Linked DNA regions of Mus musculus: regions 2, 3, 4, 5 and 6 are each linked to region 1. The links are chromatin contacts, called in public HiChIP or PLAC-seq maps. All regions are on one chromosome and are shown on one strand. The core of a region is the stretch at or near the end of the contact, and the rest is flanking DNA. Distances in the headings are between cores, read along the strand shown. Region 1 has its middle 51 kb from the start of Gm32935. Region 2 has its middle 190 kb from the start of Gm52008. Region 3 has its middle 13 kb from the start of Gm52008. Region 4 has its middle 150 kb from the start of Gm33236. Region 5 has its middle 180 kb from the start of Gm33236. Region 6 has its middle 250 kb from the start of Gm52008.

Region 1 (4,245 bases), core at 892-3,391:
TCTCATCGAATCTGTTTTTTTGTCCACAGCTAGAATACAGAGATCAGAGTTACGTAAGCCAAGCATGTGTCCTCTGAGTACACGAGTACTGGTTCTAACAATGGATGGTTCAAGCAGAGTGCACTTGATAAAGTTTCTGCCTATGGAATATCCTGGAAAGAATTGGTGAAAGAAGCCATAGTCTTTTGTGATATTCATTCAATCTTTTCACTATAATCCCCTATAAAATCAAAATAAAAAAGCAGATTGCACACTTCCAATATTATAGTGTATACATTATCCTTCCAAAACATCATAGTGTGGAAATACTGGACCAAAGTAAGACCAAAAACCAAATGGGCAAACTCTAAACGCATCTCCATGTCTGATGTCCAACTCCTTTTAACTTTTTTGCCTGCAACACAATTCTTTCTCTTGGGATGGATCTGTACTCCCTATTAGCAGTTTCCCTTGGCAGGTGGTCCAGAGCTCTGGAATCTCTAACATTTTGGGATCTGCAAGGCAACTTCAACTTTACAGCTTCTTGTTCCAATGTCTGGGACCCACACATGATTTCCCAGGATCCTCCAAAGGGCTTGGGTCACTTTTTTATCTCTGCCCTCCGTAACACACTAAGTTCTGGTTGACTCCACTCCACCGCTGCTAATACTCTTGGTAGTAGTCCCATGGGGTCTTCTGCTGAAACTAGGTTTCACTTCCACTGATAGCCTTTTATAGGCTTTATTTCATGGTGCCAACTCTCAACTCCTTTGCTTCAGTCCTGGGCCTTCAACTGGCATTGAGACTTCACCCTCACCAGTGGCCTTTCTTGGGCTCTCATAATGCCAAGCCTCAGCTGTTTTCTGATTCCTTCATCCCTTTAAAACCAGTCCACTTGAATGACTCTTACCAATCCTAGCTGCCAGGATGAGGTGCAACCTTGCTTTCCTCTGGAGTACAGCTTCTTTGTGCTCTCAGAAAACACTTTCCAGAAGATTTCACCCCAGTGATGCTGGTCTCTTTTCAATCACAGTGAATTTCTTAGCTCCAGCTAACCAGCACCAATTATCCCAGTAATTCCTTCTATTCTTGACTTTAAAGCGAGATCCATCTGGCTGAAGCTACCAAGTTATGTTGCTTGCAGGGGCTGGAACATGGCCCCGTTGTTCTAGTTACATCTCTCCCATTTTTCTGTTTTCAATGATTTCCCTTATTGCTTGACTACCCTGGAACTTGTGCTGTAGGTTGACTTTGAACTCAGAGATCTGCATACCTCTGTCTCCTGAGTGCCAGGATTAAAGTTGAGTATCACCACACCCGAACATGTGCTTTTCCTTACCTGGATCTTGCTCTAAATCAGGCTGGCCTTGAACTCAGAGATCTGCTTGCCTCTGTCTCTGGGGATTAAAGGCGTGTACCACCATGGCTGGATATTTACTTCCTTTTCACAGGATCTTTTTAAGTTTTAGATTGTAGTTCATTCCAGATATAGTCAAATTAACAACCACGGGTAGCCATCACAATTCCCTCCCTTGTCAATTTGACGTACAATCATATATCCTTGTGTCCAAATGAAAACAGCAACCAGGGCAAAACAATGCCTAACACGATGCAAGTATCCCCTGTTCAATCACAGAGGTAAGAAACTTAACTGTCTGGGATCTTGCCCCAAGGTCCCCAAGGTCACCACTCCCTTAATTCATTTAATAGTCTTGAACACAGAATTCAGCTCCATTCCACTTCCTGGTGCTCCTTTAATGCTTGAGCCGTATATTTTGTAGTTTTCCTTACTAAGCTTGCTAGACGTTATCAAAACAGTCTTATGAGAGTGAACAACAGGACAAGGTCTGAGTTAGACTTTTGTTTTTGAGATTTCCTTTGTTAATATAATTAATTTAAATCATTTAAATCTCTCTCTCTCTCTCCTTTTTTTTTTTTTTTTTTTTTTTTTTGACTCAGGCAAGCTCCAAGGCCAAGAAGCAGCAACATTTTTCACCAAAATATCACAAGAACAATCTCCAGGCAACAAGCTAAAATACTTCTCCTCTGAAATCTCTTGAGCCAGGTCCCCACAGTTCAAATCACCCTCGGTACAATTGTCTTCCATGTTCCTACACGTATGACCTATTAATTTCAACTTAAAGCATTCCACTGCTGTACTAATCCGAAGTTCCAAAATCCACATTCCTCCAAACAAAATCATGGTCAGGTCTATCACAGCAATACGAACTTCTGTTTTAGTTAGGGTTTCATCGACGCGAAGAGACACCATGATAAAGGCTACACTTAGAAAGGCAAACATTTAATTGGAACTGACTTACAGTTTCAGAAGTTTAGTTCATTATCATTATAGTGGGAAGCATGGCAGCACGCAGGCAGATATAGTGCTGGAGAAGGAGCTGAGAGTTCTACATCTGGATCTGAAGGCAACCAGAAGGAGACTGTCTTCCACAGGCAGCCAGCAGGCAGCTATTCCCACAAATAGGGGCTGATTAAACACTAGGAAACCTGAAGCCCTCCCCCACAGTGACACACTTCCTTCCACAAGGCCACACCTACTCCAATAAGGTCGCAACTCCTAATAATACCACTCCCTATGGGAGCCAAACCTATTCAACCCACCAATCATTAACTTCAGGGATTAGATGCTGCCATCATCCTGCTGGAAGGTCCTCTTGGCATTTGTAAAATATTTTTACAGCAAATGTTTCTGAGAAGATCGAAGGACTCATTCTATAGATGGGAAGTGAGCTAAAAGGTCAGTAAGATGGTCCAGGCCACTCAGCCAGTCCAATCTACATCTCTCCATCCTCCTGCTTATTTTTTATATTATTTATCATGAGTATGTCTCCGTGTGTGCTTGAGGGTCCGTGTGTTCACAGTGCATGTGTGGAGATGTGAGGATAAGTGGTTGGAGTTCGTTGTCTCCTTCTACCATGGGTCCAGAGGTCAAGGTCTTCATGCTTGTGTAGCCAGCATCTTTGAGCCATCTCACAGTCTCAGCCTACCTCGAATTATGGTATTTATTTTTTACTTAACCATCTCACCTTCCTGTTTGAAATTATAAGTTATAGTAAGGAGGAAATTCTGAGTAGATACGGTGTTGAAAAAAAAATCAGGAAGTAATCCATCAGTAGAATCTTCATAACTCTTCATAACATGAAAACACACATAAACTAAAGGCAAGATAACTTTCTTTCACACACACACACACACACACACACACACACACACACACACACACACAGCACACAATACAGACATAATTTCATAATTTTAACCCAATCTTTTTGGGTTTTGTTTCTTGTTATTCCAGAGAATGATTCCAGAAGGTGAAGAGCCTGGTTTAAGCTTCCTGGTCCCTTTTTCCTTCCTGGTCCCTTTTTTTTCCTGCTCACTTTCTTTTACTTCCTTGACCATGCTATAAATGTCAATAACTATTTCTCTGTGACAGGTCACACACAGTATCTGGTGATTTGAAGGTGAAGTAAACGCAGCTTAATTCCTGGAGGAATTTGAGGAACTTGAAGACTTGAGACAAGAAGTCTGAAACTTGGCGCTGATGCGATCAGCACCCATGATCCTCTAGTGTTATTCCACATACATACCAAGAGTAAAGAACCCCTCCTAAGAAAGCATGGGTCCCTCACAGAATCAACACCTAGAATGGCTGTAGAAAAAGATACCCAAACGGCATCACAGACAAGATGTATTGACACAACCAGTAAGGCTGCCCTAGAGACTACCTGAGAGCCATCAACCACTGAGGATGGGAGACAGGATATTAGCCAGATGCTTCAGGAAGGGGGCTTGGCTTGTTCAGTGACTCTGGGTAGGCATACACTGGCTTCCTGATGAAATACACAGAGTAATGGGATATATTGCACCAGATGTTCCCAGAGTTCTCTGTGTGCACCATGTCTTCCCAGATGACCCATTGAGCAGATTTCGTCTGTCTGAGGTCATCACTGCTGCTCTTTTGGCCCCACACCCTTCCCATAATCCTTTTATTTGTTGCCATAATTCCTTCAGTTATCTATAGCTTCCTGGGCCCTGACTTCCTTCTTCCCCCTGTTTTAATTACCTCAGAGCTATCATAAGGGCCGTGGTCTGGGAGTGGGCATGGAGGAGTCCGTCATGGATAGACTCTGGCTATTTACACATCCACAGGCAGATCACAGAACTGCAGTGTGGTTTCTGGTCAAGTCCTCTTCCTGGCTTGTGGGCTTCTCTGTGCATGCTGTCACCACGGAAAGACAAAGGTTG
Region 2 (4,274 bases), core at 712-3,211, 720 kb after region 1:
TGTTTGTTTGTTTTGTTTTGTTTTGTTTTTGCGATATTCTATTTGTAAAAGTACATATTCATCTTCCTGAAATTGAGAGTTTATAAATTGCATTGTCTTGATTTGTCCTAACATATTAAGGCAAATCAGAATGTTGCCAAAACATTTAGTAAATTCTAAAGTTAACAACACCTTAGACATCTGCAAGTGTCTTTTGTTTTCTTTTTCTTTTCTGCTCTCCTTTCCCTGCCTCTTCTCCATTACTTTCCCCCTGTCTTTTCCTCCTCCTCCCCTTCTCCTCTCCTTCCTCTTCTTCCTCCTCCTCCTCCCTTCCTCCTCCTTCTCCATCCTCCTTCTCCCCTCTTCCTCTTTCCCTTACCTACCTTCCTCCTCCCCTTCTCCTCTCCCTCCTCTTCCTCCCTATCCTCCCTCCTCCCCCCCTCTTCTTCCTTCCCTTCCCTACTCTCCCCCTTCTCCTCTCCCTCCTCTACCTTTCCATCATCCCCTCCTCCTCCTCCTCCTCCTCCTCCTCCTTCCCTTCCTCCTCCTCCTCCTCATACTTCAGACTATGGGTGGCTTCCTTTTACCATGAGAAAGAAGTCCTTTAACCCTGTCATTGCCACATCCCACTAGCACACCCTTCTCTGCTCTGCTCAGGCCTCTACCCCTGGCTTCAGACTCACCTTCTGTACTGTGGTCTCAATCTCCTCCTTCCTTCCAGATCCACTCTTTCTTCAGAGTCCCCCACCCCCACTCTCATCCCAATGTCACTGCCCTGAGCTCAGCCTCCTAGCTTTTGCAATGCAAGCATGCAATGAGGACCATGCTCCTCTGCAGGCAGACCATGCCTGGACACTGAGACGTTGTTTGGGCTTGGAAAATGCTTGCTGCACAAGCATAAGGACTGGAATTTGGATTCTCAGCCCCTCATAAAAGCTGAGTGTACTGGTGTGTGCCCACACTCCCAGTGCTGGGGGTGCAGAGGCAGGGGAATCTCTGGGCCTCGGACGCCAGCCAGCCTAGCCAAATGTAAGCTTCAGGTTCTGCAAGATTCTGTCTCAAAAATAATGTGAAAGAGCAGTCAGCTGGACCAGCAGGTAAAGGTGCATTCTACCAGGCCTGATGACATGACAGAAGGACAGAACCAATTCTAAGTTGTCTACTAGCGTCTCTCTGTCTCTCTGTCTCTGTCTCTGTCTCTGTCTCTCTCTCTGTCTCTCTCTCTCTCTCTCTCTCTCTCACACACACACACACACACACACACACACACACACACACACGAAGTGGGTTGTAAATCTGTTTTTCCTGCTGGCCACTAAGTTTCCAACAATAATGATTCTGGCACTACTTATTTATTAATAAATGCCTTGATTTCAAGCTTTGGCTCTTCTCTGTCTAGATCATAACTTAAAACATCCCACTTCTTTTAATTTACATTCTGCCACACGGCTGGTTACCTGTGCTCAAGTACCGAGTGTCTAGCTAGACACATCTTCCCTGGGTGAATGTCCCATGTCTGGTTCTTTCCCAGAATCCTTTCTACCTCCCAGATATTCCATCTCCTATTTCCTGTCTAAGCCCTAGGCCATCAGATCTATTATTGACAGGTGCTACATCCATACAGACATAAGATATTATCTCTACAGCAGCTAAGCTAGTTTTTCATGGACGGTGGAAGTGCCTGCACTCTGGGTCTGTGTGTAGGATTCTCAGCTCCAGATTTTGACATGGGATGTGACTGTAGCCACATGAATTCTCTTCCTCCATCTCCTCACTGTAAAGCAAAGAGAGTTATTTGTGCCTCTCAGGACTATCAGTGGGAGCTTAGAACATACCCCCTAAAATTGAATAACTTTTAAAATCTTGAAGATGGTTCCCTCAGAATAACAGTTGGCTTTTCTCAGGTACGCACAAGCAGGCCAGCAGCAACATCGCCAGGACACCTGCTTCTGATCTACGCTTCTGTAAGTACAGGATGTGCTAAGCTGTGTGCTTTTATGATAACACACCTTCTCAGGACAGCTAGATTTAAGAGTCCCCCCCTCATTGCCTGTCCTGGGGCTTATGCCTGCAGGGAGAGAAAGGAGAACCCTTTCCTACGTTGATACCTATCAGCAAATGACTCTTGCAACAAGAGAGTAGGTAGGAGCCACACAGTGAAGCACCCGTGTCGACACAGTTCTTCAGAAGAGAGGGCATTCTTGCAAAGAGAGCACACTGTGTTGGCACAGCTGCTGAGGGGACACAAGGGTTTTCTACAAGGTTCTGGCTCCTCTCCAGCATGAAACCTTTCTTATATCTCCAGCACTAAACTTTTCTCAGACTGGATGCCCCACGTCTGAGATGGTAATCAGCAAGTGATCAAGTTGATGCCTTGAGCTGATGACTGAAGAAAACTAGTCAATGCATAGCTGCCAAATGGGGCAGGAGACAGGTGGTCCAGTTGGTAAGACCATGGCCAGAGACTGCAACCTTCGTGACTTGGTGTGCATTAAGTTGGGGGGAGGGTATAGGAAAGGCTGAACTAACTGTGCATCCTAGCTCTTCAATGAACATGGAAAGGCAGGACCAGAGCAGATCAGACCAGACCAGACCAGAACAAAGGAGAACAGAGGAATTGCAGGAGTGACCGAGGACAGGAAGAAAAGTGGACTGATGGGAGTGAGGGGGGCATCAGGCTGCCATACCCTTCCCAGGGGAGGACTGGCTCCACCCAGCCCACTCCTGACCAGCCCACCACGAAGATGCCATCTAGCATCCAAAGCAAACACGCTTACAGAGTTTCGTCTCTCCAGTTGTCTCCAGCAAGCCCCAGCGGCAGGACTTTCTCGGCTCCTGTGTTTGCCACCTTAAGCCTGTATTTAATCATAGACTAAAGGTGACTCCCTTGAGAGGTCAGTCATTACACTAACGATCCCACATGACGAGAACCCGAGCACGTGTGCAGTGAAATATATGAAAAAATAAATAAAAGGCATTAATATTTTATTAACAACCTTTAAGACCTACTAGAATAGAGTGTATTACACCAGTAATAAAAAGGATCATAACATTACGGAAACAGCAGTAAAAACAATTGCCTTCATCCATTGCAGGAGTTTTCAGACTGAAGGCCCGGATGGCCACCTACTGCACAGGGTTTTGTTATTACAGTTGATGGACTGATGGGCACACCAGGGAGGCTTATGCCAGGGACTCCCTGGCCCTGTCTGCTCAGGATGGCTGATGCTCCCACTCTCTGGCACCTTCTGGCAGCCTGTTTCCTAGCCTGCCATCCCCTTGACTCCCCAAATCTCCAAATCTCAAAGGTTCTCTTCCTACCTTCAGGGAAGCTGGAGTTCAGCTTTGCTGTAGGGTTGCCCAGCCCATTAGAGTCCTTAGAGAAAGTGTTCCACACTCAGAAGACCTCACTAGGTGCATTTCCTAGCGAGGCTGCATGCTGACTCCTTGATGTTCTTTGGGAACTCTGTTCTGGGAGAAAATGGGTCTTAGGTGCTGTCCCAACAAACAGGACACAGACGGCTGTCTAGCTGCACTGGGGCACCAACAGCAGAAGCTGATGGCCAGCAGGCCAGTTCCAGAAGGAAAAAAATGAACTTGGTTTCTCAATCCACACCCATTTTGCAAGGTTTCTACAAAGTTTTAAGCTCACATCTTAAAAAGCAAGATACTCAGCCCATAAGAGGCAACCTGTTCACTGTCTCAGAGGGCATAGGTTCTCAACATTCAGAATGCATTCACTCAATGATGGCCAGTATCTTGACATCTTGACACTCTCTTGCAAAATGACCCCACTCTACATAAACAGTAACTGACCAGCCCTCCCTGCCCAGCTGGGGTAGACTCCATTCTCATTTCCATCTCTCTGAATCTGACTGCCCCGGGGAACCTCCTGAAAGAGGAGTCATTCAGTATTAATGGGTAGCTCATTTCACCTGGCTGGAATAATATCTTTAATGTCTCACCAAGCAATATATGATGGGATGTCCTCCCTTGTAAAGGCTGAAAAGGAATTTCCTTTTAAATGGTTGGTCAGGATAGCTCAGGTGACTCCCAAAGCAATATAGATTATCCTTGTAACCCCTATGGAGTTGAGAGTAAACCCCTATGACTGAAGACACTATATACTTAGAACTCAGGACTTGGATTTTTCAGTTAGTCTAACCTGAAAGCCTTTCTTGAGGAATATCTTCCATGGTTTAAATAATAATAATGATACAACACAAGTTGCCAAGGGAGGGAAGCAATCAAATATCCCTACCCAGTTGCAATGATTATGAACTATGACAAGTAGC
Region 3 (3,848 bases), core at 470-2,969, 540 kb after region 1:
AATTAAAAGCCACAGTGACATTGATCTGCTGAGATTTCTGAAAGAGCCCAGAGCACACGGGGCGACTCTCATTCTTACCTCATGCAGGCCCAGCCTGATTGGCCCCCTGGGCATTGCTAGGGCCATGGAACCTCACCTGTGGCCGGGAGACTCCCAGGGCAGCAGCCAAGCTGGCTTCAGAGGCTGTGCAAAACAGGAGGCCTGGGCCTGGGGGGCAGCCCAGCTGCTGTGCTCTGCCCAGAGAAGGCAAGGACAGGCTCACTTTTAAAGACACAGCTCCCGTTCACTGTGCTTCAAAGTTTCATCCTTCTCCCTTCAGGCCTAGAGCCAGGGAGAGAACTTGATGTGTTTCGGGGGCCAATTCATCCTTGTTCTTTGGGCCATGAAATCTGCATGAAAGGCTGCTTCCTGAGGGAAAAGTAACCCAACACTTACTTCTTGACCAGGGCAGAGAACTGAGAGCCTCTCCCCAGCAGGAACAGTTATTATATTCTTATAGTAACTATCTCTTCAAAGCAGGACCCTGATAAGAAACATTGTTTCCTTATGTTAAACTAATGATCAGCTATCGTCTTTGTTGTTAACTATACAGAGTCTCTCTCTCTCTCTCTCTCTCTCTCTCTCTCTCTCTCTCTCTCTCCCTCCCCTCTCCCCCCTTCCCTCTCCCCCTCTCTCCCCATGTGTGTGTGTGTGTGTAAACATATATGTGCATGCATTTATGCACATACACATGTGCTCATGGACATACACATACACTTATACAAGGAGACTTGCAGGCCGGCCAGAGGACATTTCTCAGGTACCACCTTTCTTTTGAAATGGGATCTCTCATTGACCTGGAACTCATCAAGCAGGCTAGGCTGTCTGACCAGAGAGCCCAAAATATCTACCTGTTGGCATTACAAATCCACACCCCACACCAAAGTTCTTGTCAACATTATTTATTATTATTATTATTATTATTATTATTATTATTATTATTATTATTATTATTATGTTTCTGGGAATTGAACACAGGTCCTCATGATTGCAAAGCAAGCACGTTGCCAACTTTCAGCTAGCTCCCCAGCCTTCTTTAAGGTGATTTTGCTCATAGTCTGAGAAAACTGAATTTCTACCAGAGTCTGACCACTGGAGATCTCTGTGGTCCTGAGCAACTCGTGTAAGCATACCTAATGTCTGAGTGAGCCTGCTAATCAGCAGAGGTAAGGGGACAGACACTGCAAGCCAGCAAGGGCTCAAATGGGACCGTGTCTGCCAAGTCGCGATCTTGAGAACTGGAAACTCATTAGCTCTGGGGCTTTGTGTTAGAGTCTTGCCCACACTCCAGATCCTATGACCCAGCAGGCATGTGAAGGGTGCATCAGCAGCCTATTTCATAGACTGGGTAACTGAGGCAATTCAAACTAGCCTGTCTTGCCGATTACCAGAGTCCACGCTGCACTGGAAGCCTGGTTGGTTGTTGTTAGGTTTTTTGTTTTATTTTGTTTTTGTTTTTATTTTTTGTTTGTTTTGTTTCCTTTTATTTTTAATTCTAGCTGCTAGAGTCAGTCACAGGCGGTTGGCTCCCCAAAGCCTCACAACTATCTTCCTGCCTGCCTGCCCTGAACGGGCAAACATTGAACCTCCACACATAATCGCAGCCTCTGGCCTTCCTTGGTGACAACCAGCCTGTTTTCTGCTCTTGCCTCTGTCACATGGGTGGGGGGGTGGGAGCCACACCTCTGATCTTCACACGGTGAAGAGCGAAGGAAGCCGAAACCCTGCCAGAGGAGAGGGGTGACAGTCTTCTTAAGCCTTGACAAGTCAACTGTCTTGCCGCAAGGGTAGAGTTGGACACCTGTTCCAAGGTCAGAGGTCGCAGTGTGAAGACACTCTGTCTGCCCTGGGAACTGCCTGGAGCAGGCGAAAATGTCTTCCAGAATCTTGGAGAGGTGTTCTGAGTTTATGTCCTGGGGAAAGCCCAAACCTGTTGTCTCCAGGGCACTCCATCCTCCACATCCTTAATGTGCACAGAATGATGGTGGATGGACCTGGCTGGGGCCAGGCTTCAGCGATTTAAGTGAGCAGTTATTGAGTGTCTAGAGTATATAGCCCTACTTACTTAATATAGCTCTAACACAATGGACACTTCTATTGGCTCTTTCAGGTCATTACAGCCTCAGGCTACATTACCAGACACTGTCTGTACCTCAGCCCCTGAGGTAATGCTTTGATTCCATCCCAGATGCCTTCCATGAAAGGAGGTCAGAGTGACAGGTGCAGACCGAGGCCGTGTGACCCACCCACGAAGCCGACGCGTGAAGTAAGTCAGCCAGCCCAGCAGAGGGGTCCGCCGTGCACTGCTGGGAACAAGAACTATCTCAGCTTTGCACACCCCTTCCACTTCTGAAGAGCTGGCTTACAAGCAGAAGTTCCATTCACCCCTGGGTTACCATCTCTACCGTCGGAGCAAAGAGAGCCGTTCTCATGCCGCATGGCTGGTGACTGGCCTGTGATCTCAGAGTCAAATGGGTTTCAAAGCGTCTTAACATTTCTCTGTGGGTAAAACCTGACCTGAATTGTTAAAACTCCTTGAAGTCTCTAGCTGGAGCTCACATTCCCCTCACCGTGAGAACAGACATGATCACTGCTGTGCCCGTAGAAGCACATTCTGTCCCTAGGTGTTACCTTGACCCCACGGGTAGCATGGCACAGTGTAGTTATAATGCACTGTTCTGATCTATAAAATACAGCCAGCTTTAGGGTTCTGTGAAAGAGACAGGGGGCCACAGATCAAAACCACAGGCCCAGTTCAGAGCCGTGTCCCTTCAGTAGCTTCGGGCTGTGGCAGTCACAGCAGTTTGACAAATAGAGTGGCTCTGGCTCCAGTTCTGGTCCATGCAACTGTGATTTGTGATGTCCTCAGCCAGCTAGGAGCTCCTGGGAGACTGGGGCCCAGTGTCAGAGAGGAGCAGGAGCCTTTCAGGGAAGACAACCTGCGGAGGTTTTGGGGGGGGGTGGGCATACACGGAAGATCCTGGAGGACTGGGCACTCGGGGGTAGGGGTGGGGTCTTCACTTCTCTAGATGTTTTGTGATGACTTGCAGGCCCTGGGCAGAGAGGCAGTGGAAGTTTAATCTTTCCAGAGTTTGCATCTGTGTGCTCAGAGAAGTATAGGGCCCCTGGGAACTGGGGCTGGGGAGGAGGGAAGAGAGAATTAAGACCTGCTGAGGCCACAGCAATTAGCAGGAGCCACCAAGACCTTTTTCTGTGGTAATTGGCTGTCCCTGACCTGGTGCTACAGGGGACGCCAGGGTCTCTAGGGGAGCACTCAGGGACGTCGCCGCTCACAAAGGGCTCAGGGCTGACCAGGAGATCCAAGTAAATAAGGTGGCACTCAGCTTCCAAAGGGCGAGGAGATGATGTAATAGGGACTCCCTGTGGGCGGGCGCCAGGCATGCTGAAGAAGAGTGGCCTGAGGCTCTGGGCCTGGCCTCTGCTGTCCATTTCTGTACTCAGGGCTGGGCATGTCTCTCTCCCCCTCCTTGGGTCTCTGCTCTCATCTTTGCTTCTCTCCTGCTCTGGGTCTCTCTAGCTCTCTTCCCCTCAGGTTTTCTTCATATGTGGTCTTGTGGATTTTTCTTGTTTTCCCTGGACTATTTCTTCTCACGTGCGTGCATGCCCCCGGGTGCTCAGCTGCCCTCCACAGATATAAGTGGACACCGCAGCTGGTGCTTCCTGCTTCTCAACGGAGCCTGGGATCTCCACAGAGAGAAGGGGATTTGTAGCACATTTCAAGCATACATATCTATTCTGGAAATGTTTGGGGAGCAACCATGACCTGGCCCACCACTTAAGACAGAACA
Region 4 (4,217 bases), core at 412-2,911, 920 kb after region 1:
ACCTTGTTTTTGAGACAAGGTGACCTTAGTAGCTACCTTCATCTGGCCAATGAGGCCTGGGCATGCGCCCCTCCCCACCTGCCCAGCCTATGAGTGCATGCGTACTTCATCACCTCCAGCCTTTGACGTGGACTCTGGGGTCCCATTTAACTCAGGCTCTCACATTTGCTAGGCAAGCCCTAGACCCGGCAGATTAGCCTCCAGCCATATTCAAAGTACATCATTCCTGTGAGATGTCTCCTTGGACCAATACTACCATGCCTGTTTTCAAGAATAAGTTTTCTCACCTGACAGTAGTGACCTCACAGGGCCTTGAGGGGAGCAGGTACATTTGAGCAGCAGTTTTCTTCTAGGGTCCCCCTAGTCACACCAGTGGATCTTTAGAGGAAGGTTTGCCTCCCTCAAACCCTGTCCCTTTCTGGACTCAGCCAAATGTGCCTCTCTGTGCCCACTCGGGTTAGAGGCCCTTTCTGAAGGAAACTTTGGATGTCCTGTGTGTACTCAGGGCTCTTCATTTCTCTGCTGCCAAACACTTGTCACACAGCACTACAGAGATGACAGTGCTCCCAGGTGGGTTCGTAGGGTCCTCCCCTTAAGTGCCCAACACAAGCCTCTGCACAGGGTAAGTACACAAGGTAATGAGTGGATGGGTGAGTGAGTGGGTGAGTGAATGAATGGGTGGGTGAGTGAATGTGTGAGTTAGGATTAGGGTTAGGGTTAGGATTAGGGTTAGTGAGTGAGTGGATGAGTGTGTGAGTGAGTGGGTAGGTGGGTGAATGAGTGTGTGAGTGAGTGTGTAAGTGTGTGAGTGAGTGTGTGAGTGAGTGTGTAAGTGTGTGAGTGGGTGTGTAAGTGGGTGAGTGAGTGGGTGGGTGAGTGGGTGAATGAGTGAGTGGGTGGGTGAGTGTGTAAACGAGTGAGTGTGTGAGTGTATGAGTGAGTGAGTGGGTGGGTGAGTGAGTGAGTGGGTGGGTAGGTGAGTGTGTAAGTGGGTGAGTGAGTGTGTGGGTTAGGGTTAGGGTTAGAGTTAGGGTTAGGGTTAGTGAGTGAGTGGATGAGTCTGTGAGTGAGTGGGTGGGTGGGTGAATGAGTGGGTGAGTGGGTGAGTGAATATGTGAGTGTGTGAGTTAGTGTGTAAGTGGGTGAGTGAATGGGTGGGTGAGTGGGTGGGTGAGTGGGTGAATGAGTGAGTGGGTGGTTGAGTGGGTGGGTGAGTGTATAAACGAGTGAGTGTGTGAGTGAGTGAGTGGGTGGATGAGTGAGTGAGTGGGTAGGTGAGTGAGTGTGTAAGTGGGTGAGTGAGTGTGTAAGTGGGTGAGTGAGTGGGTGAGTGAGTGGATGGGTGAGTGGGTGAATGAATGAATGAGTGGGTGAGTGAAGTTTCTTCAGGATTGGAACACTGTTGCCTAATTCAGGAGCTGAAGTTTGTTTGGAAACATTTGTGAATGTAACCAGGCCACCCCATTTGGTTGTCTCTAGGGAGTTTCCTTTTACTTTGCCCCCTCCTGCAAGCCTCGGGGCTTGGGGGCCTGGGGACTGTCCCCCCCCCCCCACACACACACACAGTTGCTTCATCCCTGCCTCCAAGGTCTCACTGCATTTTTTTTTGTGGCATGAATAAATGAGCTGGTGATTGTGTGAATGTCACTTCTCTAGTTCCTTCCTGCAAAAAGCCTCAGGGTCTAAGGACCTTAAAAGTATCACAAGAGAATGTCACCTTCCAGGAGACTGTGAACAACTTGAAAAAATAGCTACATGGACAGAGAAGTCCATCCCAGCACCACAAGCCATCACTGAAATCTATGCTATGCCAGGCTAAAATGAATGTGCCAGGGTGGTTCCCAAAGCTGTGGGACAGAACCGGAGTGAACCAACCCCTCGCACTGGACGTTAACCCTGGAACCTCGAGGTCCTCACCAAGGACCCTTCAGTCTGAAGGAAATGTATCTACAATGTGGGAATGGCATTTGGCCCAAACCTCCTTACAGTTCACCTTTATGTGACACCCAAGGACAGTGCTTAACCTAGGACGGGTTACTTAAAGCTCTGAGATTCCACTCCCACATCTGTAGTCATGGTTGTCAGGGTAAAGATTAATGTGGTCAATGTGATAAGATCTAGAACCAGCCAGGAGACAGAGCTGTGAATGTGATTATGAAAGAGTTTCTAGATTGGGTCATTGAGATGGGAAGGTCCACCCTACATGTGGGCGGCATCTTTTCATGGGCTTGGGTCCTGGACTGAAAAGAAGGAGGGAGGGAGGAGGGAAGAGGGAGGGGAGCAGGGGAGGAGAGGCAGAGCGTTTGTCTGTTTCCCTGATAGCTAGTTCAGTAGGACCAGCTGCTTGGACGTTCCCAGCCTGACAGTTGTACCCTCAAACTGTGAGCTCACATAAACCCTTTGTTCCTGCCTTCCTTAAGCTGCTGTCTCTGATATTTTGTCACAGTGATGCAAAGGAAACTGATACATTGAGATTAACGACTGGGTGTGTGTCAGTGAGGTGACCATTCGGGACCACAATCAAGACAGGGTTCTTAGAATACGTCAACATATTCAAACTGGTTTGTCTTCTTCACAGCAAGACAATTCTAAGGCTTAGTGGCATGACTCAATTCAGCATGCATGGGGTCTTAGATTCCATCTTCAGCACTACAAAAAAAAATGAAAATGTGACAGCTGTACATGCTAGCTGCTTCATTTATTTACTGCAAACTTTTGCACAGATCCATGTAGTATCGTTATTTCAACTTTTGAGGGAGGGGACAAGGGAGCCAGAGGGAGGGTTCAGCCATCCACCTCGATCCCACACAGTTTGCAGCTTACTTGGCAGCCAACCTCGGGCTAGGCCATGACTTGGTGTTCCTATAGCTAGTGACAGAGGGGAGACATGAATGAGGGTTTAGCTGAAGCAAAACCTCAGAGACCATGCTGAACAGTTCCAATCTCATTGTTCCACCAGAAAAACATAGACAGTAATTGTCACAAAATGATCGGTAATTGTAGCTTGCAATGTACATATTCAACAGCAATCAATGAACTAGAATACAAATATAAATATGCCTGTAAGGAGCTCCCCGCTTAGTATGGAAGGCGGAGCATGGTAATAAATGGCTGTGTGAGAGAGGGTGAAAGGTCATGTTCAGAACCCAGTGGCATTGGCAATGAGCGATGAGCCTAAATGGGCTGTCCAGAATAGACTTGGGAGACCCCAAAGGGAAAGTGGGTGTCAATGAGTCCAAGAGAAGAACAATGAGTGGCTGGCGAGTGATTGGGTGGGAGAGAAAGAGGAGGATGCTTAAAGAGTTCAAGACAGTCAGCTGGCAGAGGACTTTGAATGGCCACACCTGAGCTCTACAGTAAATGTGCGGAGGCCAGCTCAGAACTGGGAAGTCACAGAGTATGGCATGTGGCAGGCTGGGGCAGGAGATCTTATCACACACCGCAGAGGTAGAGGTGCAGGCTTAGACTAAGCCTCCTGCTGAGCTAAGACCCAGGGAGGAAGGAAGCCAAGGGCCTGTTGAAAGTCAGGAGGTGTAAGAGAGACAACAGCCAGTGCTGAGATCTGTCTGCTGATTATAATGAGGCTCTGAAGAGCCCCTTGTCTACCTGGAGTGGACTCAGCCACCCGGTGTTTCTCCACGGCAGTGTGTTCTCAGAGCTATTCTGGGAAATTGGATTTATAGCAGCTGGAGCCTGTAAGCAGCCTGCAGTGGAGTGGCACCAAGAGCTGGGGGGTGGGGTGCAGGGGACTGGCAACTAGAACTGCCAGAGGCTGCCCAGTAGGAAAATCTCCCTGCAGGTCCAAGTGCGGTATCTACCTACTGGTTCATTCACTTGTGCATCCAAACATTCAGCATTCCTTTAGTCAGTGGCTATGCATTCTATCTATCCATCTGCCATCCATCCATCCATTCATCCATCTAACCAACTGCCATCCATTCATCTATCCGTTCATCTATCCATTTGCCATTCATCCATTCATCCATCTATCCATTTGCCATCCAATCATCCACCAGTTTGTCCAGTCATCCATGCATCTCTACTCATCCTGCATCCATCCAGTAATCTATCCAACTATTCATCTATTATCCATCCACTTATTCTCCCATCTATCATCTATGAATCCATGCTTCCACTCATTCTTCATCTATCATCCAGCCATCCATTCATCTATTCACTCATTCACCCTTTCCTGAACTCACAGGAGCAATCCAATC
Region 5 (4,224 bases), core at 182-2,681, 890 kb after region 1:
GATTAAAGTGGGGGAGGGGGCATAGATAATACAAATTGAAAACAGTAGCAACTGCAGCCGAGCTTTGGATTAAAAGTTAAGAAAGTGAATCAGAAATATTTTTAAAGAGGGGGAGGGAGGACAGAGAGGTTCAAATTGTGATTGAGGTGAGTCCCTTTGTAGTCAGGCAAACTTGCAGGCTATTGTTTCCAGACTCCTGCTGGTTCTCCTGGGAGAAGACAGCCTTTGCCTGGCTTTCCTGGACCTCCTAGGATCTGGTGTGGTCCTGCTGTCTGATCTCACTCCATTGGCCTCCTTTTCTGCTCACTATAGCTGCTACAATGTCTCCAGCACAGCCTCTTGGGACCTCACTCCCTCTGCTTGCTTCCTTGCTTCCTTGCTTTCTTCCCCAGAGCCTATCTCTCCTCCACTGCTCCTGGTGGGATGCTGCTCCTTCCACACTGAAGCACTGCCACCTTTGAAGCCAGCTGCCTCTCTTTACTGAAGTCACCTCCTGCTCCCTGTAGCCATCCAGCTTTGCCTAGCTTGTCAGTCACTAGGAGCTTTTCTGCTTCTAAATAACAAGGTTGGCATCCTTTCTCCCTGGTGAGCTGAGAACTCAGAGGGAGATGGCTTGCCTGCTCTGGGAATATGACTTTCACTTGCTACATAGATATGGGTAGAGGGGGTGGTTGAATGGCTGAGCAGAGGAGCCCATGTAATTGGCTATGGTAATACACCATGCCGGCATTGCTTCAACTTCAAGATGCCCTGGGGTCTCCCATCCCAGGAGGAGGAGTTTGAGATTCCACCACCCTGAGGGAGCAGCCTTAACTCCTTCCTCAGTACCCCTGGGCTCCAGCTCCTGCACAGCAGGCTCTGCTAGCACCTGCTTCTGCCTGTTGACATCAGAATCTCAACACATTCTCTCTCTTCCATAGAAATATTCCAAGTCTGATTCTAGTGCCTAGTTTATCAATCATACTTCCCTGAAGCTGTCTCTGATTCTTCCACCGCACAGCAAATCAACAACTTCCATTCTCTTTTCCTGCCTCCCTCATTCTCTCCCCCACCTCCTCCTTTCCCTCCCTCTTCCTCCTTCTTTCTTCCCCAGCCCTGCCTCCTCTTACTCACTCACTCCCACCCCCTCCCCATCTCCTCTCCCTCCTCCCCTCTCACTCCTTCCCTCCCTCCTTCCCTGCCTCCCTCTCCCCTCTCTTCCCCTCCTCCCTCCCCCTCATTCATTCTCCCTCCTTCTGTCTCTCCCACTCCTCCTCCTCTCATTCCCCCCTCTCCCTCCTCCTCTCTCCCTCCCTCACACCTTTCTCCCCCCCCCCATATGTGTGTTTGTATTCCATTCCCAGTTTCTATTCCCTACATTAACAGTGGACTCTCCAAGGACCGAGTCCTTGTCAGGTTTCACTGCATCAGCTGCTCACACTGTGCTCACACTCATGTGTGTGAGTCCCTGGTACCTTTAAAGCCAGACTCATAGGGTGGCACTGTGTGTGTGCACTACCCAGAACAGTCAGCCTGCACACAGAATGGCCTGGGAAGCAGGAACACATCAGGTGACAAGCTGTGCTGCATGCATTTCACACCCTGGTTGTGGCTCTTGCTCCTAGTGCTCACCACATCACTGTGCAGGTGGACTCCAGGCATGGAAACTAACCACTTCCTCCCTTGATCATCCACCCAGAACCTCACATCGTCTTCCTCAAACCTCAGAACACTTACGCAAAGGAAGTTCTGTTCCATGTCTCCATTTAGATATGGGGAAACTGGAGCTCAAAGGAGGCTAGTTAGAATGACCATTGTCACTCAGCAATAAGTACAAGTGACAAAGATTCAGATCCAAACCTTGTCTTTCATGTTTTACTTAAATTTGTATTACTCATAAAACAAGTGGACTATATGGATATGTGTGTGTGTGTCTGTGTGTCTGTGAATGCACATGTATGTATATGTGTGTGCACAAGCATGTATGTATATGTGTATATGATAGAGACAGAGAGACTAAATATGGAATACTCTGGAACAGGGATTCTCAACATTCCCAATGCTATGACCCATGACCCTTTAGTACAGTTCCTCATGTTCTGGTGCCCCCCCCCATCATAATATTATTTTCTTTTTCTTTTTTTTGGGGGGGGGGGAGGGGTTGGGTTTGGGTTTGGGATTTTGGGTTTTGGTTTTTGGACACAGGGTTTCTCTGTGTAGTCCTGGCTGTCCTGGAACTCACTCTATAGACCAGGCTGGCCTCGAACTCAGAAATCCGCCTGCCTCTGCCTCCCAAGTGTTGGGATTAAAGGCATGTGCCACCACTGCCCAGCCATAATATTATTTTCATTGCTACTTCATAACTGTAATTTTGCTACTGTTACGAGTTGTAATGTAAATATCTGCTATGCAGGATAAATGACACATGACCCCCAGGTGGGTCATGACCTCCAGGTTGAGAACCACTGTATTGGAAGTTTTATGGCTTGGCTTCAAAACAGGCTCTAGAGGCATCATAGGCAATCTACCAAAGGTGAGCTGGCCTGATCCAGCTTGAGCGCCCATCCTGTCATTAAGTGAGAGATTTGTTCACTTGTGTCTATCCCCAGACAAAGAACAGGACCACTTTCTCAATTGGTGCCTTCAAAATGGAGTCACAAGTGGGTTTCAGTGAGGCCTACAGGGGTCACACAGAGTCAGCAGTACTTCTTGGTTACTCATGGTAAAGGACCTTGACCCTTCGCAGGCCTCCTGTGGAACCCACTCACCTTGTTTTTGTCATCTGTATGGCATGCTTTTTTCCCTTCCCTCCCTCCCTCCCTCCCTCCCTCCCTCCCTCCCTCCCTCCCTCCCTCCCTCCCTCTCTTTCTCTCTCTCCCCTACCCCCTCTCCTTCCTTCCCTCTCACTCCTTCCCTCCCCCTTTCCCACCCCTCCCCTCCCTCCCTCCTCTCCTCTCTCTCCCCCACCTCATGATGTGATAGCTAGCTCATCATGATGATAATAAGGATAGCTTTATGAAGGTGTGCGGGCCACCAGATAAGGCAGGTAGAGAGGACTTTGAGTTGTCAAATACAAAAACATTATCCCATTTTGTTCTGGTCAAAGTTTGTTTCCAGGTACCGATGAACCCTGTTCCCAAAGACTTGTGTCTTAGAAGAAGTCATTGTCTTCATAGTTAAGAGTGTTTTAGTGCTGAAGTCCAAGAGCTCTAAGCCCCTGGTGCATTTAGATGACACCAAGCATTGAGAGATCCTGGACAACATATGGCAGACCCTTGCTAAGAGAAAGACTGGACCAAAGAAGGACCAGTATCTTCTACCAAGCATGGGCTAGAGTCCAGCCGACCTGCAGGCTTTACAGGGCCAGTCTCAGTGGCCATAGCAAAAATACCAGAGACAGGGGACTTCTCTGGACTCTGGGGAGAGTGAAGGTAAGTGGGTGGTGTTAAGAGCTCTGTATGGGGGTGCGGGCATGGGCAAGATGGTGGCCAGCAGAAAAGGATTAGCAGTGCCCTGGTGGATTTAGTGGTAGGACTTTTACAGTGTGTTGGAAGCGAGGCCAACTGTACTTCCTTCCCATACACCCAGGCTAATTAACTCTCTCTGGAAAAGCAGAGCTTAAAGGATTATTGCCTCCAATAGTAAAGTGAAGGAGAGGCTCCTTGTCCCCAGCGGACTCATTTGAGGGCACAAATAACTTCATTATGTATTGTTAGATCTCAGACTCATGCTGTGGAGAGGGCTTGGAGATCATGTATCTAATGTCCTCGTTTGCTCCTTAGACATGTAAAGCCAAGTCCTCGGGGAGGAGGTCTTCTCCAGGGAAGAGCAGAGACCAGCCTGAATCGGGAATTCTTGTTGGTCCAAACTTGGTCTTCAAGGCTTTCGTAGGGAAATAGACACTAAGGCCTGAGCATAGCACAAGACTGTGCTTTGATTGTAACATGCCTATCAGCCCCGAGCCCAACACAGACTGAGTATCCTATAAATACATCAGTCCTTGAGCCTGAGCCCTTGTGATCAGAGTTAGCCTAGTGCCTCCCACACTGAGTGGTTAAGGAGAGTCATATTTTGGTGTCATGGCTTAAGGGAAGATAACACATGGCACACGGTGAGATTTTGAGAAGTACCCATTCTCTCCAGGACTCAGCAATCATTTCTGGACCTTGACCCAGCCACTGCGCTAAGGACCAAAGGGAAGTGTGTACAAAGTATCTGGTCAACGTTGGATGCCAGTGCTGGTGA
Region 6 (3,694 bases), core at 1,162-3,661, 780 kb after region 1:
GTCTGAATGCTGTCCTTTCTCAAAATTTCCTCCACCAAACCAAGCAGTCCACTGCTTTAGGATTTAGCCCTGTTCAAGTTCTCAGGAGCTGGGCAGGAGGAGGTAGCGAGATTATTTTTCCTACCAAACTATAGCATGGGCGGTTGTCATCCCAGCTCCCAACGGAGTCTTTGTTTCCCTCTAGTCAAGGAAACAGTCAAGAACATGGACATACCTATGGGTATTTATCACTGGTTTTATGAGCTGGCCAGCGCAAGCTGACAGTACATGATCTCATGTCTCCATGGGATGTCTGGCTATGCTGGAGAAGGAACTGTTTCCATGAGGCTCCATGCCAGGATTCCAAAACTTCAACCTCTTCAGGCCTACCATGTCACAGCTGCTCAATTCTAGTGCAAAAGTAGCTATGGACAGTACCTGAGTGTAAAACTCCATTTACAAAGGCCAGAGCTAGACCTGTCCCATGGACTGAAGGTTGTGGGCCCCTGAGATGCATGGCAGAACAGGCCAGCTCTGCAGAGACCCATGGGATTGTCCATACAAAACAGATCCAGCCTGTTTATTAAACCATTATTTAGGGGAACAAGGGTGTCAAGGTCGAAAACACTTCCCTTTGTCTAAGAGCCCATGTCCAGTGTCAACACGGGCTGATGTTATTCACACTTAAAAATGACCTACTGATCCGAAGATTATTAAACATGATTTGAATGGAGAGACAGATCTAATTGCACAGGAAGAGAATTATTTCCCCCCCACAGGGTATATGCTTCCCTCGCAGAGAAGCACGTCAGCTTCCTTGGCAAACGTGCAGGTTCTTAGTAGTCATGCGCAGCACTAATGGATTTACAATTGCAGATCAGTCCTGAACAGGAGCTGGTGATGTTTCAGACTGTGTTGATGATGTCTCTCGTGTGCCTGAACACTCATGCGAGCATTGCTCTCTTCTCCCAGCACAATTAGCGGCAAGCAGACCGCCCATTGTTCATATTAGTGGCAGCTCTGTGATATGGGGGAGAAGTGGCTCACGGGCCGCATCCCTGTCTTTCTAGCCTTAAAGAGCTTGTGCCTGCTGCTGTACACCAGATGAAGCTCTGATCAAGGGCTGGCTGTCTCCACTCAGGACCTTAAGGAAATGTGACACGGGCTCACACTGTGCCCTTGCTAGCTCCAGACCTTCAGTCAGCACCTGTTGCCAATTCCCGACTCCACATTTCTGTGTCAGTGCTGTGGCGCTCCTGACATAGCCGCTGTGGTTCACCTCCATTCCAGCCACCTCACCTTTCCTGTTTCAGATGCAGGTTTGGATTTCCGTAGAACTTTGCCCAGCTCACGCTAAAAAGCCTGGACCTGCGCAGAATTGAAACCAAGCTCTCTACTTGTTCACTGGGTGACCTTGACCAAATTTCTATGCCTGAGTTTTCTCATCGGTGCCAGGGGGTTTCCCTGTTAGGGGCTGAGTTGGGACTGATGCATTCATATGTTAAATCCCTAATGTCTAAAACCCAGCGTGTACAGGCCAGGGTTCTAAAGTGGTGATCGTGTAAACTGCCTTTAGTAGGGTGCACCCTAGTCCTGGGGACTGCTGCTCTGATAAAAGGGGGAAAATATGGACTTGGATAAACAAAAAGGGAAGAGTTGACTAACAACACATGGGAAAGAGCATCAGCAGGCTAAGGAGGGAGGGAGGACTGCAGAAGGAGTCAACCTGCTGACATGCCGACCACCTCGGCCTTCTAAACTGTGAGGCACTAAGGTCTTGTTGCCCATGCCGCCGCACTATGGTGGGCCTACTAAACTAACACTACTCTCAGCCTTCCAGAAGACTGTCCTAAATGATTGAACTGTCACTCTCCATGGTAGTCAGCACACACTATACTCCATTGTGAGACACAACTGCCACAGGCCAGCACGTGCCACAGGCCCAACTTGTGGAACGTGCCTCTTTGGCGCAAGGCTTATTTTGAGCTGGTTTTGTTTGGTTTTGCTTTCTATTTTCTGTTTTTAAGAAATTGTACATACATACAGGGGTCACTTCGAAAATTTCCATGGGAGACATTTACATCTGCGAGTGATTTACTGTGAGTGGGGGCAGTGTGTGTGTGTGTGTGTGTGTGTGTGTGTGTGTGTGTGACCTTTATACCATCGAGAGCAACCCTGAATGACCAGAGATGCTTACCACAGAAGTCTGTTCTACTTAAATCTATAGTACAAAATGTACCCTGGTTTCTTGGTATTTTCCCTGGTTGGTTTATCTCAACTGGACTTACTTCGAGCCCACCCTGCTTTCATTCTTCTCAGGCTTAGAGAAGAGAGTGTTAAAGCCTCAGGTCTAAGATAACACACCGAGATCTCTCCGGAGATCAGCTCTTCTCTGAGCTGTCTCACATCTGTACAGGAAGTAGACCGAGCTGGCATTAAACTTGTGTTTGTTTTTCTCTTTGTTAGCCTGCCTCCAGCGACAAAGGTCTGTCCCCGCTAAGAATGGAGTAGACAGAAACATCACACATCCTTTCTCCCCTACCACATATAACTGATACGCGTGCCCAGGACACCTTTGACTGTGTGACATAGGAGAATCCTTCCCGGGTTTGCCTGGTAGGAAATATGAGCGAGCAAAGCCACCTTTCTGTTTAAATCCAACCAGAGGTGGCATGTTCTTAGAAACTCAAGTTTCCACCATCATGCAGGTGCTGTTGTAAGGATTTATTAGTCTAAACTATACCGATACCCTGTCTCTCTTCTGTGGGAAGTTGAACACCTCTTACGTGCCCTTGACTTTGCTAAAGCCAATGGAAACCAATACTTAATTAATCCTCAGTTTGAAGTTCCTTGGCCCGTGTTGGTTACCATCGAGGGACACTCCCTTGGCTACTAAAGAAACCTCCATATGGTGGTGGTCCAGCTGGCAACCATGAACTGAAATCCATTGTACTGTCTATGCTTAGGATAACAATTTTGGTGGAATTTTGGATTTATATAGCAGACCCCACAAGGTTTGTCTAGAATAGATAGAAAAGTTCAGCTTTAACTAGGTCAATATTTTCCTTACTTTGTGTTCAGCCTGTGGTCTAACAACTAACAGGTCCTCTTTGCAGCCTTGCCAGGAATTAATCTAAATTTATATTTTCCAAAAGATACTACTTGAAAGAGAATGACTTTGAATATCTACATTTGTGTATTTATTTTATGTGTATGTGTGTTCACCTAGATATATGTGCCCTATGGGCATGAAGCAACCTATAGAGGTCAGAAGGGAGTGTTGGATTCCCTAACCTTCTCAAAACGGAAGTTTCTTCTTCTACACCCAGAAACTCATTTTCTTCCCTGTGGCAAACTTAGTGGATCGAAGGACACTATGACAATGGTAAAGATCGAGTGACTGGCAGTGACCTGAGCTTTTAGGTAGATCCTGTCGTGCAGCCTGAGGGGTAAGCACAGATCATCACCTGCTTGTCACCCCCATCCCCACCCCCATTGAATGGCTTGTTCTGGAACGAAGTACTGTCGCCTGTTTCTGTGTGCAGACGAGTGTTCAACATTGCAATGTTTCTCACGAGTGACAAGGACACATGTCTGTGCAAAGAAATTAATGTTCTTGTCACAGCCGACTCCTCTGACATGAACAAGTGGTTCCCATGCCCGTGAGAGCAGAGGTGGCAGATCACAGGGTGGGGGGGGGGGGAAGGGGGCACCC

Evidence for each region. HiChIP or PLAC-seq counts read pairs in DNA pulled down with a chosen protein or histone mark.
Region 2: an H3K4me3 HiChIP or PLAC-seq map of the SCID.adh cell line shows a contact between it and region 1, with 10 read pairs. The contact joins two enhancer-like sites. A contact is called at or near these places in 1 of 115 datasets of contacts at active chromatin or transcription factors (the SCID.adh cell line) and 1 of 9 other capture datasets (embryonic stem cells).
Region 3: an H3K4me3 HiChIP or PLAC-seq map of the SCID.adh cell line shows a contact between it and region 1, with 11 read pairs. The contact joins two enhancer-like sites. A contact is called at or near these places in 1 of 115 datasets of contacts at active chromatin or transcription factors (the SCID.adh cell line) and 1 of 9 other capture datasets (embryonic stem cells).
Region 4: an H3K4me3 HiChIP or PLAC-seq map of the SCID.adh cell line shows a contact between it and region 1, with 8 read pairs. The contact joins two enhancer-like sites. A contact is called at or near these places in 2 of 115 datasets of contacts at active chromatin or transcription factors (the SCID.adh cell line and T-cell acute lymphoblastic leukemia).
Region 5: an H3K4me3 HiChIP or PLAC-seq map of the SCID.adh cell line shows a contact between it and region 1, with 12 read pairs. The contact joins two enhancer-like sites. A contact is called at or near these places in 1 of 115 datasets of contacts at active chromatin or transcription factors (the SCID.adh cell line) and 1 of 9 other capture datasets (embryonic stem cells).
Region 6: an H3K4me3 HiChIP or PLAC-seq map of the SCID.adh cell line shows a contact between it and region 1, with 12 read pairs. The contact joins two enhancer-like sites.

Annotation. Positions count from the first base shown.
Region 1 is chr12:106,577,775-106,582,019 of GRCm38.p6, forward strand. No RefSeq gene overlaps it. Among named protein-coding and RNA genes, the nearest start is that of Gm32935, 51 kb to the left of the region's middle. Within about 2 kb of position 2,142, at least 2 of the 459 cell types and tissues checked have an H3K27ac peak or open chromatin away from gene starts, as enhancers often do. A contact at or near this core is called in the SCID.adh cell line, where this site is marked.
Region 2 is chr12:107,297,205-107,301,478 of GRCm38.p6, forward strand. No RefSeq gene overlaps it. Among named protein-coding and RNA genes, the nearest start is that of Gm52008, 190 kb to the left of the region's middle. Within about 2 kb of position 1,962, at least 3 of the 459 cell types and tissues checked have an H3K27ac peak or open chromatin away from gene starts, as enhancers often do. A contact at or near this core is called in the SCID.adh cell line, where this site is marked.
Region 3 is chr12:107,122,067-107,125,914 of GRCm38.p6, forward strand. No RefSeq gene overlaps it. Among named protein-coding and RNA genes, the nearest start is that of Gm52008, 13 kb to the left of the region's middle. Within about 2 kb of position 1,720, at least 34 of the 459 cell types and tissues checked have an H3K27ac peak or open chromatin away from gene starts, as enhancers often do. A contact at or near this core is called in the SCID.adh cell line, where this site is marked.
Region 4 is chr12:107,493,665-107,497,881 of GRCm38.p6, forward strand. No RefSeq gene overlaps it. Among named protein-coding and RNA genes, the nearest start is that of Gm33236, 150 kb to the right of the region's middle. Within about 2 kb of position 1,662, at least 3 of the 459 cell types and tissues checked have an H3K27ac peak or open chromatin away from gene starts, as enhancers often do. A contact at or near this core is called in the SCID.adh cell line, where this site is marked.
Region 5 is chr12:107,466,455-107,470,678 of GRCm38.p6, forward strand. No RefSeq gene overlaps it. Among named protein-coding and RNA genes, the nearest start is that of Gm33236, 180 kb to the right of the region's middle. Within about 2 kb of position 1,432, at least 11 of the 459 cell types and tissues checked have an H3K27ac peak or open chromatin away from gene starts, as enhancers often do. A contact at or near this core is called in the SCID.adh cell line, where this site is marked.
Region 6 is chr12:107,359,875-107,363,568 of GRCm38.p6, forward strand. No RefSeq gene overlaps it. Among named protein-coding and RNA genes, the nearest start is that of Gm52008, 250 kb to the left of the region's middle. Within about 2 kb of position 2,412, at least 33 of the 459 cell types and tissues checked have an H3K27ac peak or open chromatin away from gene starts, as enhancers often do. A contact at or near this core is called in the SCID.adh cell line, where this site is marked.